3 separate regions of the Sus scrofa genome follow, and all the other regions are linked to region 3. The links are chromatin contacts, called in public HiChIP or PLAC-seq maps. All regions are on one chromosome and are shown on one strand. The core of a region is the stretch at or near the end of the contact, and the rest is flanking DNA. Distances in the headings are between cores, read along the strand shown.

Evidence for each region. HiChIP or PLAC-seq counts read pairs in DNA pulled down with a chosen protein or histone mark.
Region 1: a contact with region 3 is called in an H3K27ac HiChIP or PLAC-seq map of alveolar macrophages. The contact joins two enhancer-like sites. A contact is called at or near these places in 2 of 2 datasets of contacts at active chromatin or transcription factors (alveolar macrophages and skeletal muscle).
Region 2: an H3K27ac HiChIP or PLAC-seq map of alveolar macrophages shows a contact between it and region 3. The contact joins two enhancer-like sites. A contact is called at or near these places in 1 of 47 Hi-C or Micro-C datasets (psoas muscle) and 2 of 2 datasets of contacts at active chromatin or transcription factors (alveolar macrophages and skeletal muscle).

Annotation. Positions count from the first base shown.
Region 1 is chr10:41,065,254-41,068,770 of Sscrofa11.1, reverse strand. No RefSeq gene overlaps it. Among named protein-coding and RNA genes, the nearest start is that of SVIL, 110 kb to the left of the region's middle. Within about 2 kb of position 2,125, at least 6 of the 83 cell types and tissues checked have an H3K27ac peak or open chromatin away from gene starts, as enhancers often do. A contact at or near this core is called in alveolar macrophages, where this site is marked.
Region 2 is chr10:41,037,243-41,041,038 of Sscrofa11.1, reverse strand. No RefSeq gene overlaps it. Among named protein-coding and RNA genes, the nearest start is that of JCAD, 130 kb to the right of the region's middle. Within about 2 kb of position 1,723, at least 2 of the 83 cell types and tissues checked have an H3K27ac peak or open chromatin away from gene starts, as enhancers often do. A contact at or near this core is called in alveolar macrophages, where this site is marked.
Region 3 is chr10:41,231,532-41,235,173 of Sscrofa11.1, reverse strand. The region is part of intron 2 of SVIL (supervillin); the gene reads right to left. Among named protein-coding and RNA genes, the nearest start is that of SVIL, 57 kb to the right of the region's middle. Within about 2 kb of position 2,258, at least 28 of the 83 cell types and tissues checked have an H3K27ac peak or open chromatin away from gene starts, as enhancers often do. A contact at or near this core is called in alveolar macrophages, where this site is marked.

The DNA.
Region 1 (3,517 bases), core at 876-3,375, 170 kb after region 3:
CTCACAGCAACACCAGATCCTTAACCCACTGAGCAACGAATGCCAGGGATCGAACCCTCAATCTCACAGTTCCTAGTTGGATTCGTTAACCACTGAGCCACAACAGGAACTCTGAAGAGAGCTGGCCTTTAACAAACCCTGTTTGCGTGTCAGACTCTGCTAAGTGCAGGTTCTTCCTTATTCTCTAATCCTCATAACGACCTAAACGTCAGGCACCATGAGTGTATTCACCCCTGTTTTACAGATGGCCCCGGAATGGCTAAGCTAGTTGACTTTGGGGTCAAGTGTTATATATGCTCTTCTCTTGTTTTAATTTATTTTTTAAATTAAATTTTTTTTTTCTTTTTATAGCTGCACCTGCGACATATGGAAGTTTCCAGGCTCGGGGTCAAATCAGAGCTGTAGATACAGGCTATGCCACAGCCACGGCAACACCAGATCTGAGCCGCATCTGTGACCTATGCCCCACAGCTCATGGCAATGCTGGATCCTTAACCCACTGAGCCGGGCCAGGGATCGAATCTGCCCCCTCACGGGCACAATGTCAGGTCCTTAACATACTGAGCCACAGTGGGAACTCCTCTTGCTTTTAAAATGTATTCATCTGTTCTTTTAAAAAAGATGTGTTGAGCACCTCTTGTGTCCCAGGCTCTGCTTTAGTCTTTCTATACGCTTGGGAAAGGTGATGAAGTTAAAAAATAAAAAACAAAGCAGTTTTAAGAGAAGCAAGCCGGTTCTGTAAGAGCCATGGGAAAAAAAATGAAGGAAGAAAGGAATGCTAACCTCCCAGTTTACTGTCTTGCCACTTCTGCCCCGGGGACAGTAATAAAGCCTCCACTCAGGTGTGTGCTTGTCATCCTCACCTTTTCACCTGGGTGGGGAGAATGTTATCTGGGGAATGTGACATGTTCTTACTCCAGGCTTTCTGCACAGAGGGAGGGGGACCGAGCTGGTGCAGGGCGTTTCCAGGTGTGAGAAAACTCACCGATGAACTTGCAAGCCCAGTATCTCCATCTGAAAGGACCTCAGAGGCCCTTGAGTCCAGCCCTTAAACCAAGCGAGAGCCCTTCTAGAAAGGGATAAGAGCACCTCTGTTTGCATACTTTCAGTGCTGGGGAACTCTCTACCTCACAAGGCAGTCCATCCTTGTGCTAAAGTCTGTTTTCATAATATTGAGCTGAAATCTGCCTGCACGTAACCTCATCACCTCCGCTCATGGGTCCCAGCTCTGCTCTCTGATGTCAAAGCCAAGTATATGCAATTCCTTTGTCACAGGAATTAAGAGCCCTTAAGGGTCTAAACTCAAGACTGCTTTTTCTTGCTCCTTGAGCCTTCTGTTCTGTGTTATGATGCGCAAACCCTTCACCCACTTAGCCAGAGCAGGAGAAGGGCGAAATGAATGGGCTGGACCAATTTGAGCCGCACTGGGAAGAACTGTTAACAGACACACACACTTCAGTGACAAGAGGCAGTGAACGAGGCCATGGGGCCATCCCCTCTGGCCATTCAAACAGGACAAAGGGTCTTTAGAGTTGAAGAGATCTCTGAGGTCAGGGAGAACTATTTGAACTTCTAAATAGTGCTCAGGACACTCAGATTAGTTTCTAGAAGGCCAGACTGCGACGTCTGATACACGGGTACCAAGGAAGGAAATCTAACAGTCCTAAGAGCAGGCCTTTGGTTTAAGAAACCATTTCTACAGAGTTCCCATTGTGGCTCAGTGGGTTAAAAACCTAATAATATCCATGAGGATGCGGGTTGGATCCCTGGCTTCACTCAGTGGTTTAGGGTCTGGCATTGCTGTGAGTTGAGGCATAGGTCACAGATGCAGCTCCTATTTGGCTTTATTGTGGCTGTGGCGTGGGCTGGAAGCTGCAGCTCTGATTTGACCCTTAGCCTGGGAACTTCTGTATGCTACGGGTGTGGCCATAAAAAGAAAAAAAGAAGCCATCTCTGAAAGAGAATTTTACCTATGGGGAGGGAGGGGATGGGTGGAATTGAAGCTTGTGGAGTCTTTGATGTTCTTAGAAACTGCAAAGACCATAAATTCCAGTTCCTTCATCCTCATACATTCTTTCCTCTTTATCTTTTGTAAAGAACTGAAATTGAGAAAAGGCCATCGATGTCACCATAATCATGTCCACTCCACCCAATGATACACAATGCACAGACTGTAAGAGCAAGGGCTTCGTTTTTGTTTTTGTTTTTTTTTTTTTGGCTGGGCTCGTGGCATAAAGAAGTTCCGGGGCCAGGAATCAAATCTGCACCACAGAAGTAACCAGAACCACAATACGGACAGCACTGGATCCTTAACCCCCTGAGCCAGCAGGGAACTCTAGCAAATTATTTCGTTGTTTGTCTCATTGATACTGGCAGAGGAACTTGTCTTTGGTAAGTACCCAAAGCTGGGTTACAACCTGACGTGTAGGTTCAAAGCCAGGTTGATACAATGCAATGGTTCTTATCTGTTACTTAACTATGGTGCTTGTTACTCCTTATTTATTTATTTATTTATTTATTTATTTTTTAGGCCCACACCCGTGGCATATGGAGGTTCCCAGGCTAGCGGTCCAATCAGACCTACAGCTGCCAGCCTGCACCACAGCCAGAGCAGCACCAGACTGGAGCTGCATCTGTGACCTACATCATAGCTCATGGCAATGCCGATCCTTAACCCACTGAACGAGGCCAGGGATCAAACCTGCATCCTCGTGGATCCTAGTCGGGTTTGTTAACTGCTGAGCCACCATGTTGCCACCAGTTACATTTTGCCACCAGTTCCCCTGATGATGCATCTTGGCAACACCTGGAAGGGAAGATGAATTGCAGCTTCTCTGTTTTGCAAGTCAGGCAGTTGAGGCGGAGAAAGATTCAGTGAGACACAAAGGGCCCTGGATAACCGACCCAAATCATATCCCAGTGCTCTTCCCCTTGCAGAACTCTCCAGAAGGTGAGCCCACTAAAACGGAGGTGTGAGGACCACATCCAGAGAAGCACGTTTCCACTATAGACCAATGGAAAACACGAGCAACCTCCATTAGACCTATTTGCACAATTAAAAAGAAGAGAAGCCTCGATCTTTACCTCCTAAACAAAATCAGAAAAAAAGCAAGCCTGTACATCTTTGAACAATCTTACCAAGGGGAAGTTTTTGAAAGATAAGGGTTTCCTGTGGTATGTGAGCTAGTCTTAGTCATACTTGATTTTCTAGACACAAAACCTTCCTTCTCTCAGTATCTGGACAGTGTCTCTATCGGCATCTGCTAAGAGTAAGGCACACAAACTGCTTTTATTAAAGAAAATGTTTGGTGGTCAAAAGACGAAAGTCCCAGAGACAGAAAACAGGCCTGTCGGAGTTCCCATCGTGGCTCATCGGTAACAAAACTGACTAGTATCCATGAGGATGTGGGTTCAATCCCTGGCCTTGCTCAGTGGGTTAAGGATCTGGTGTTGCCGTGAGCTGTGGTGTAGGTCGCAGATGCAGCTTGGATCCTGCATTGCTGTGGCTGTGGTGTAG
Region 2 (3,796 bases), core at 474-2,973, 190 kb after region 3:
GATGGACTCCAAGATTCCACTCCCCAGCAATCACAGGTGTAAAATCCCTTCCCCTGAGTATAGGTGGGGCCCATGAAGAGGATGGCTGGCCTGTCCCTGGGTTAGGTGACATCCGATTGGCAAAGTGATGGGGTGCTTGGTTATGTTCTGTCTGTTCCATGTTATAAGTACCCTTCAAAGCTGATTAAATCGAGATTTGAAGGGAGAGCCATTCTGCTGGCTTTGAGCTTCCCTGTTGGGAGCGGTCAGTGGCTAGGACCCAAGGAAGACTTCTAGAAGCTAAGAGTGACCCCCACTGACAGTCAACAAGAAAATAAGACCTCATCTTGTCTGCAAGGAGCTAGCTTCTGAAAACCACCTGTGATCCCAGAAGGGGTCCCTGAGCCCCAGATGAGATCACAGCCCCTTGATTTCAGCCTGGGGATCCCTGGAGCAGAGGCCTCAGCTGAGCCATGTCCAGACTCCTGACCCACAGACACTGGGAGATGAAAACTGCGTGTTGTTCTAAGCCACTGTCCATGGTGAGCTGTTATGCAGCACAGAACCTGAATATAAAGCCCCTCACCCCTTTGTCACAGCTCTCAGCTGGCTTGGTCACACAGCACCCCTCACCCAGTGATGGATAACTGAGGCATGGTGTTGCCCCGGGGATCCCTGCTTCTGAATGGAAATGCCTTCCGTCTCTTCCCCTCTGCACCATCATGCCCCCTCCCAAACTCCAAATGTTCACTGGGCACAGCTACATGCCAGGAGGCCCATGTAGCCTCCCAGGCATCCTGCCCATGGTGCCTGGGGTCATGGCCACTGCACACCTAGAGACACTCCCTTCCTGAGGTTTTTTTTTTTTTTTTTTTTTTTTTTTTTTTTTGGTCTTTTGAGGGCTGCACCCATGGCACATGGAAGTTCCCAGGCTAGGGGTCAAATTGAGCTACAGCCTTGGCCTACACCACAGCCCCAGCTACAGCCACTTGAGATCTGAGCCATGTCTGCGACCTACACCACAGCTCACAGCAATACTGGATCCTTAACCTGTTGATGGAGGCCAGGGATTGAACCTACATCCTTGTGGATACTATTCGGGCTCATTAACCACTGAGCCACGATGGGAACTCCCCTGCCTGAGGTCTTAACACCCAGGCAAGAAGGGAGCACAGAGACCAGAACCCAGGTTTTCCCAACTCCGAATTTCACACGCTTTCTCCTCTGCACATTGCAGAACTGCAGACAATTGTCAAAGGCTTGAGGAGGGGTGTCAGAAAGGGGCAGTTTCATCAAATTACCCACTAGACCCCAGGGTTAGAAACCTGGGTGGAGGGGCCTTGCCTGCAGGAGATGCTGGGGAAGGGGTGAGTGCCAAAGCAGGGTTTCTGCCTCTCTGTGGTCCTTATCTGACCTCCGGCATCCACAGAACATCACACAAGAAGGCCAGGAAATTCACCGTTGCTTTGGGAGAGGCTCTGAGGCCCCCTGAGCATCCTCTGGTCTCTGCTTCCCTTCCTGTGACACCTGGAACAATCAGGAGTTGGCAGTGATCTCCTCATTCCTGGGAGGCAACAAGCCCAGAAAGGCCAATCCGAGGAGAAAGAGGGGTGCTTCCCAGAAATCCCACCCTTGACTGCTGAGCCTCTCAGAAGGCAAATAGAAGAGAAAATAGGAACGGGAACTTTGTGGGTGGGAGTGGGTAGAAAAACAGGGTTTCTGCCCTAAGCTCAGATAGGGACTGACTTGAGGGGGTGAAGAAGGAAGGAAGCTGCCAGTAAGTGACAAGTTCCGAATACCAGTCAGCATACACTTTCATTCTCCACCAATCACTGGAGATTGTGGGCAAACTGTCTTTTTTTTTTCTTTCTAAGAGATAAGAAGAAATAATATGCAAACAGTCATAGTTCAGAATCTGTGGATTCTTCCTGAGAAATACTGAAAACAAGTTAATGCAGCTTTAATTCCCAGAGAGATTAGCCTCCAGTCCTGGCTCGGGCACTATCTTTCCTTAACACAGCTTGTCTCTGCTGATAAAATGGGCTAATCTTGTGTGGGGTTGGGGGCATATTTGTGCTTTTCTTGTGCCTCCCCCCTCCCCAGGTGTTTGTTTTGTTTTTTCCCAAAGCAGGGACAGGAAAACGTCTTTTGTTCTCAGCAGTCTTTCTGGTCGTCGTTGCCATAGAAATACTCCTGGGTACCATAACAGTCCACAGGATGCCCCAGGGCTGAGCTCTGCATCCTGGCCCTGCATCCTCGCTTCTTTCCGATGCTCTAAGTGTTCTGGGTGGAGGATGAGGATGGCTGTTCTCTTCTGCTCTGTTCTTACATGGCTTTTCCTTCCAACATGTTATTATGAAAATGTTCAAACACATGACAGTGTAGAAAGGGTCTTTTTAACGGACACCTTCCACCCAGACCCTGCAGTTAATGGTTTCCCTTACTTGTTTTGCACCCAATCGGTCCAACTCCCTATTTACCCACCAATCTTTCTTGTTCTATAGGACGCACTGCCAAGTAGATTATAGCCATCAGTGCACCATCCCCTACGTATTTCAGCATGCATACCATCAATGAGCGTTCAAGGTCCATTGTGGTTTTTTTCTTTTGATGTCAAATTTGCAGATGATGAAATGCGCAAATCTTCTGTGTGCTCTGGCTGAGTGTGAGCGTAGGTATATTCTCTTGTAACCCAAACCCCCAGCAGGAGAGAGCAGCTTGCCTTCATGCCAAGGGGGAGGGGGGCTTGCTCTGTGCCCCTTCCAGTCCCATCCCGTCCCTGCTCCACCCCTAGAAGAGGCTCTTTTCTTTTTCTTTTTAATTTAGGGCCCCACCTGCAGCATAGGGAAGTTCTCAGGCTAGGGATCAAATCAGAGCCATAGCTGCCAGCCTGTGCCACAGCCATGTGGGATCCAAGCTGGTTCTGTGACCCACACCACAGCTCATGGCAATGCCAGATCCTTAACCCACAGAGTGAGGCCAGGTATCAAACCCATGTCCTCATGGATACCATCCGTATTAGTTACCAATAAGCCAAAACAGGAACTCCAAGGAGAGCCTCGATTCTGATTTTCCGTCGTAGGTTAGTGTTTTTCTCTTCTAGAAAGCTGTGTAAGTGGAACAATACTGCTCATATGCTTTCATGTAAACCTTCTTTGCTCAGCCCACTGATTGTAAGATCCACCCATGTTTTTCCTCTCTTTCTCTTTTTTTTCCACACCCACGGCATGGGGAAGTTCCGGGGCCAGGGATTGACCCCAAGCCTCAGCAGTAACAATGCCAGATCCTTAACCTGCTGAGCCACCAGGCACCCAAGGTATCTTCTATAGAGTACCTTTTTTTTTTTTTAAGGTGAAATTTTGGTGCTAATATTTCGGCTTTTAATTAATTTATTCATATTTTAATTTTTATGGCTGCATGAGGAGCATATGGAAGTTCCAGTGCCAGGGATTGAATCCAATCCTTTAACCCACTACACCAGGCTGGAGATTGAGCCCATGCCTTGGCAGTGACCCAAACCTCTGCAGTCAGATTCTTAACCCACCAAACCACGGCAGGAATGACTTGGATACCTATTCTAGATAGGATGAGAGGTTTTGTTAGTTTGACTGGTTTTGTTTTTGATGTTTTTTAAACAGAGCAGAGAGCAAAGGCAGTCAATACAGGCTGAATAAAGCTTAATTTAGCAAATTTTTTTTTCTCAGCTTGGTGGTATGCTTAATTGGAAAGGTAGGGGTGAATCCTACCAGCTTTGGTAACAAGCATTTCCAGAGTTCAAGCTCGCCTGGCTTCCACAGTCCCCTGGAGTTGATACTTG
Region 3 (3,642 bases), core at 1,009-3,508:
AAAAAAAGAAATTTAGGAAAGGGACTAAAGAGCACTGACCCCACCCCTCCCTGTGAGTGTCCTGGACACCCACTGTCCTAATCTATGAACTCTCCCCCTGTCTTTTCACACTCAGTTCAGCTGCCACCCCTGGTCTGGGAAAACAGATGCCAAACACAGAATGCAGCCCATCAACCTGGAGCACAGAGAACAAGCTTTCGTCCAAATAGAAGTCACAATCCACAGCTGAAGCCTCGAGAACCGGGCTAATACTGCAACACCCTCCTTTGCCCTCTGCTCCCCCCAGAGCTCTCCTCTCATGCTCAGGACAAGGGGGACATGAGCTGATGGGAGCTGGATGCATGGTCATCTCCTGGCAGCGGTTTTCCAAGAGTGGCCCAGAAGTGAAATTTAAAATGCCTAGGTCTGTGCTGTTTGTAGCACCAGATGGCTTCTCTTGCGTCAACTCTAACTTCTACGACATTCTCAAATGTAGTGATCAATCCATTCGGCACACGCTCGGGAGAAAAGTGGCAACTGATAAACCCATCAAAGGTGTTTCGAGGAAGAAGGACAACCTCAATTTATTGTGCCAGGCTCCCTCCACATCAGAGGCGCCTTCTTTATGAAATATTTTGTTAGAAAAACAATTAACATAAAGCAAAAAGCATTGAGCATAAAGTTGAAGGTTTAAGGATAAACAATCAGAAAAGCAGACACTTTCTAACACCTGAGGGGAACAGGGAGGCATAGCCACAGGCCAGGGATCCAGTTCTGCCTTCACTGATGTCTGTTCAGCTGAGGAGGTCAGTGTCCAATGCACTTTCTGGCACACATTCTGATACGAGTTTTGTTCAGTGAGACCCAGAAGCCCCTCCCAACAGTTGGCTTCTTGCGGGAGGCACCTGGTGACATCTTTGGTGACCAGTCAGGTGTAACCCATTGAGAAGGAAGGGGGGAAAAGCACTGCAGGCAGTAGGAACAGCACATGTGAGGCCGAGGGTCACTAAGTGAGACCAGGACATGAGATAACCGGGCAGGGATGGAAGCCTGCATCAGAGGAGCGCACTAAGAGGGGCTGAGGCCAGACGTCAGCCCTGAGGCTACAGCCAGAGACTGAGGCTATGACAAGTGTGCTGGAGGTGACAGAGTCCAGGGCAAGGCAGAGAATAGCAAGGCAAGGGGAGCGAGGGACAAGGTGGCCACAGCCGAGGCCACTCCCCAGCATACCAGGCATTCCCTGCCCTTCTAGAGCCTTCCCTGGGCAGGAGGCAGGGCAGCGTGGAGCCCTGCATGGCAGAAACCAGGTGGAATCCTGGGGAAGTGGGGGCGGGGCAGGGAGTGGGAGGCGATGGGGGGAGGGACCCTGGGAAGTGGGGACCTGGGGAGAAGGAAAGGCAGATGGACAGAAGGGTGTGGAAGGGCTGGAGAGTGAGGCTCGGGGCCGTGCAGAAGAGCAGAGAGAGGGTGGCAGCAATTACATGACAAAGTGAGAGCTTCCTCTGTACTCAGAGACGATGAGAGCGGCTCCAGCTACCTCAGCACAGAGCCTGACAGGGAAAGACTTGACAGTGTGTGTGAGAGAGAGAGAGAGATGGGCAGAGAGGAGGGGGAGGAGAAGGGGGAAAGGAAGGGGGAGCAGAAAGGGGAGGGGAAGGGGGAGGAGAAGGGGAGGGGAGGGGGAAATGGGGGGAGGGGGCAGGAAATGAGGGAAGGGGAATGGGGGAGGGGAGGGGAGGAGAAGGGGAATGGGAGAGGGGAATGGGGGGGAGGGGGAAGATGGGGAAGGGAAATGGGGAGAGGGGAGGGGGGTTGGAGAGGAAGAGGAGGAAAGGAGCATAGTCCATGGTCTCATGCGTGTCTCAAAATTACTCATCAGCTGACCAGAAGGCAATTCTTACTGTGCTTTACAGTTAAAATCTTTTACCTACAATTTTCTTTCCAGACAAACTCACTTAGCAAAGAGGTTCTGGAAGAGTCTGCCTACTGCCCTCCTCCTTGGGATCACTTGGAGGGGGGAAGCCAACCACCAAAACTGCCCCCCCTGGGGGGGGGCATTAGATCATCAGAATTGGATTTGACTCTTCCATCAGCCAGACTTCTTATAGGCGGCAAATCACATCAGGCAGCCTGTAGTCCAGCGCCAGACTGTTCTGTGCTCCTTTATTTATTTAAACAGAGGCAGGGCTTGGCCAAGGCCACCTTAACCCCCTGTCATCATGGGGGACAGAGGTTCTGCTGCCACGTGACTTAACCACAGACAACCAGAAGGAAGGATTCAGTTGTGACAGCCAGCACACGCCCTTCCTGCTCCCCTCCCCCACCCACAGCCCATCCTGCAGAGATGCTTCCTGGGAGGGGCGGTAAACGGGGCAGAGCATCCAGCCTCCGACACCAGTGCTGCCCCTTAGCCTCTGTTTCCTTCCGTATCCCGTCTGTAAGCATCCTGGAAATGCCTCCAGGAGCTGACAGCTTACCCTATGGTTGCCAGTGTGGTGACAACACAGCGGACACCCTCCCCAGGCTCTCCGAGGGGAACAAGCAGGGGCTTATCATGCCCCACAGACCAGTGGGGAGGGCAGGTGCTGGGTCAGCCCAGTGAGAAGTTCATGAATGAAGGGACAGAAGGAGTTAGAGGCAGAAAGGAAGGAGTTAGGAGCAGAAAGATGCATGTACAACCTCATTAAGTAAATGGTTCTCAGAGTTCCCGTTGGGGCTCATTGGTAACAAACCCAACTAGTAACGATGAGGATGAGGGTTCAGTCCCTGGCCTTGCTCAATGGGTTAAGGATCCAGCATTGCCGTGAGCTGTGGTGTAGGTCACAGATGCAGCTAGGATCTGGTGTTGCTGTGGCTCTGGCTGTGTTGTAGGCTGGCAGCTACAGCTCTGATTCAACCCCTAGCCTGGGACCTTCCATATGCCGTGGGTGCCAACTTAAAAAAAAAAAAAAATAAGCAAATAAATAAATAAATAAAATATAACTACAAAAAAAAGTAAATGTTTCTCAAGCACATTCTACAGACCCCTCTTCCAGGCACCTGGTGCAAAGTAGGAAACCAAACAGAAAGAAAGCCTTCGGAGGCTTCATAGATTTAATATTCTCGCTGTTAGCGAGGAGACGACTCTTCCTACATCATTAGAAGGAGGAACCCAACCATTGACAGAAGGGCAGGACCAAGGGATGTTTACATAGAAAGAGGAGAAAATACTTCCTGCTGGATAAAAGAGATTTGATGAGGAAACAGGAGCATACAGACATTGTTAAAATGCAAATATGCCTTTAGAGGCTCAAATATACAGACATCTTCAAACATGACCAGCACGTTGTACATTGTACTTTACATCATGTGGAAGGTCCCCCACCCCCCGCCGCCCGCCGCTGCCTCAACCTACCCAGATTGCCCAGGAACCACAAATGGGGCTTTGGGAGGCAGACACCAGGGTACGTGGGTGGCAGAGCAGGTGGGGTGACTCAAAGGTCATGTTAATATCATCCTAACAATCAGGTTTATCATCAACTCACACAAGCTCCCTCCCAGGCCAACAAAACATACACACCTGCTTCAGACAGCTTATTATTACCTGTGATGATTGTCCTGCTCTCTTGATCTTAAAGGTCATTTACCCTGATTCGGGGTGTGCTTTGCCCAGGCCCACCCACC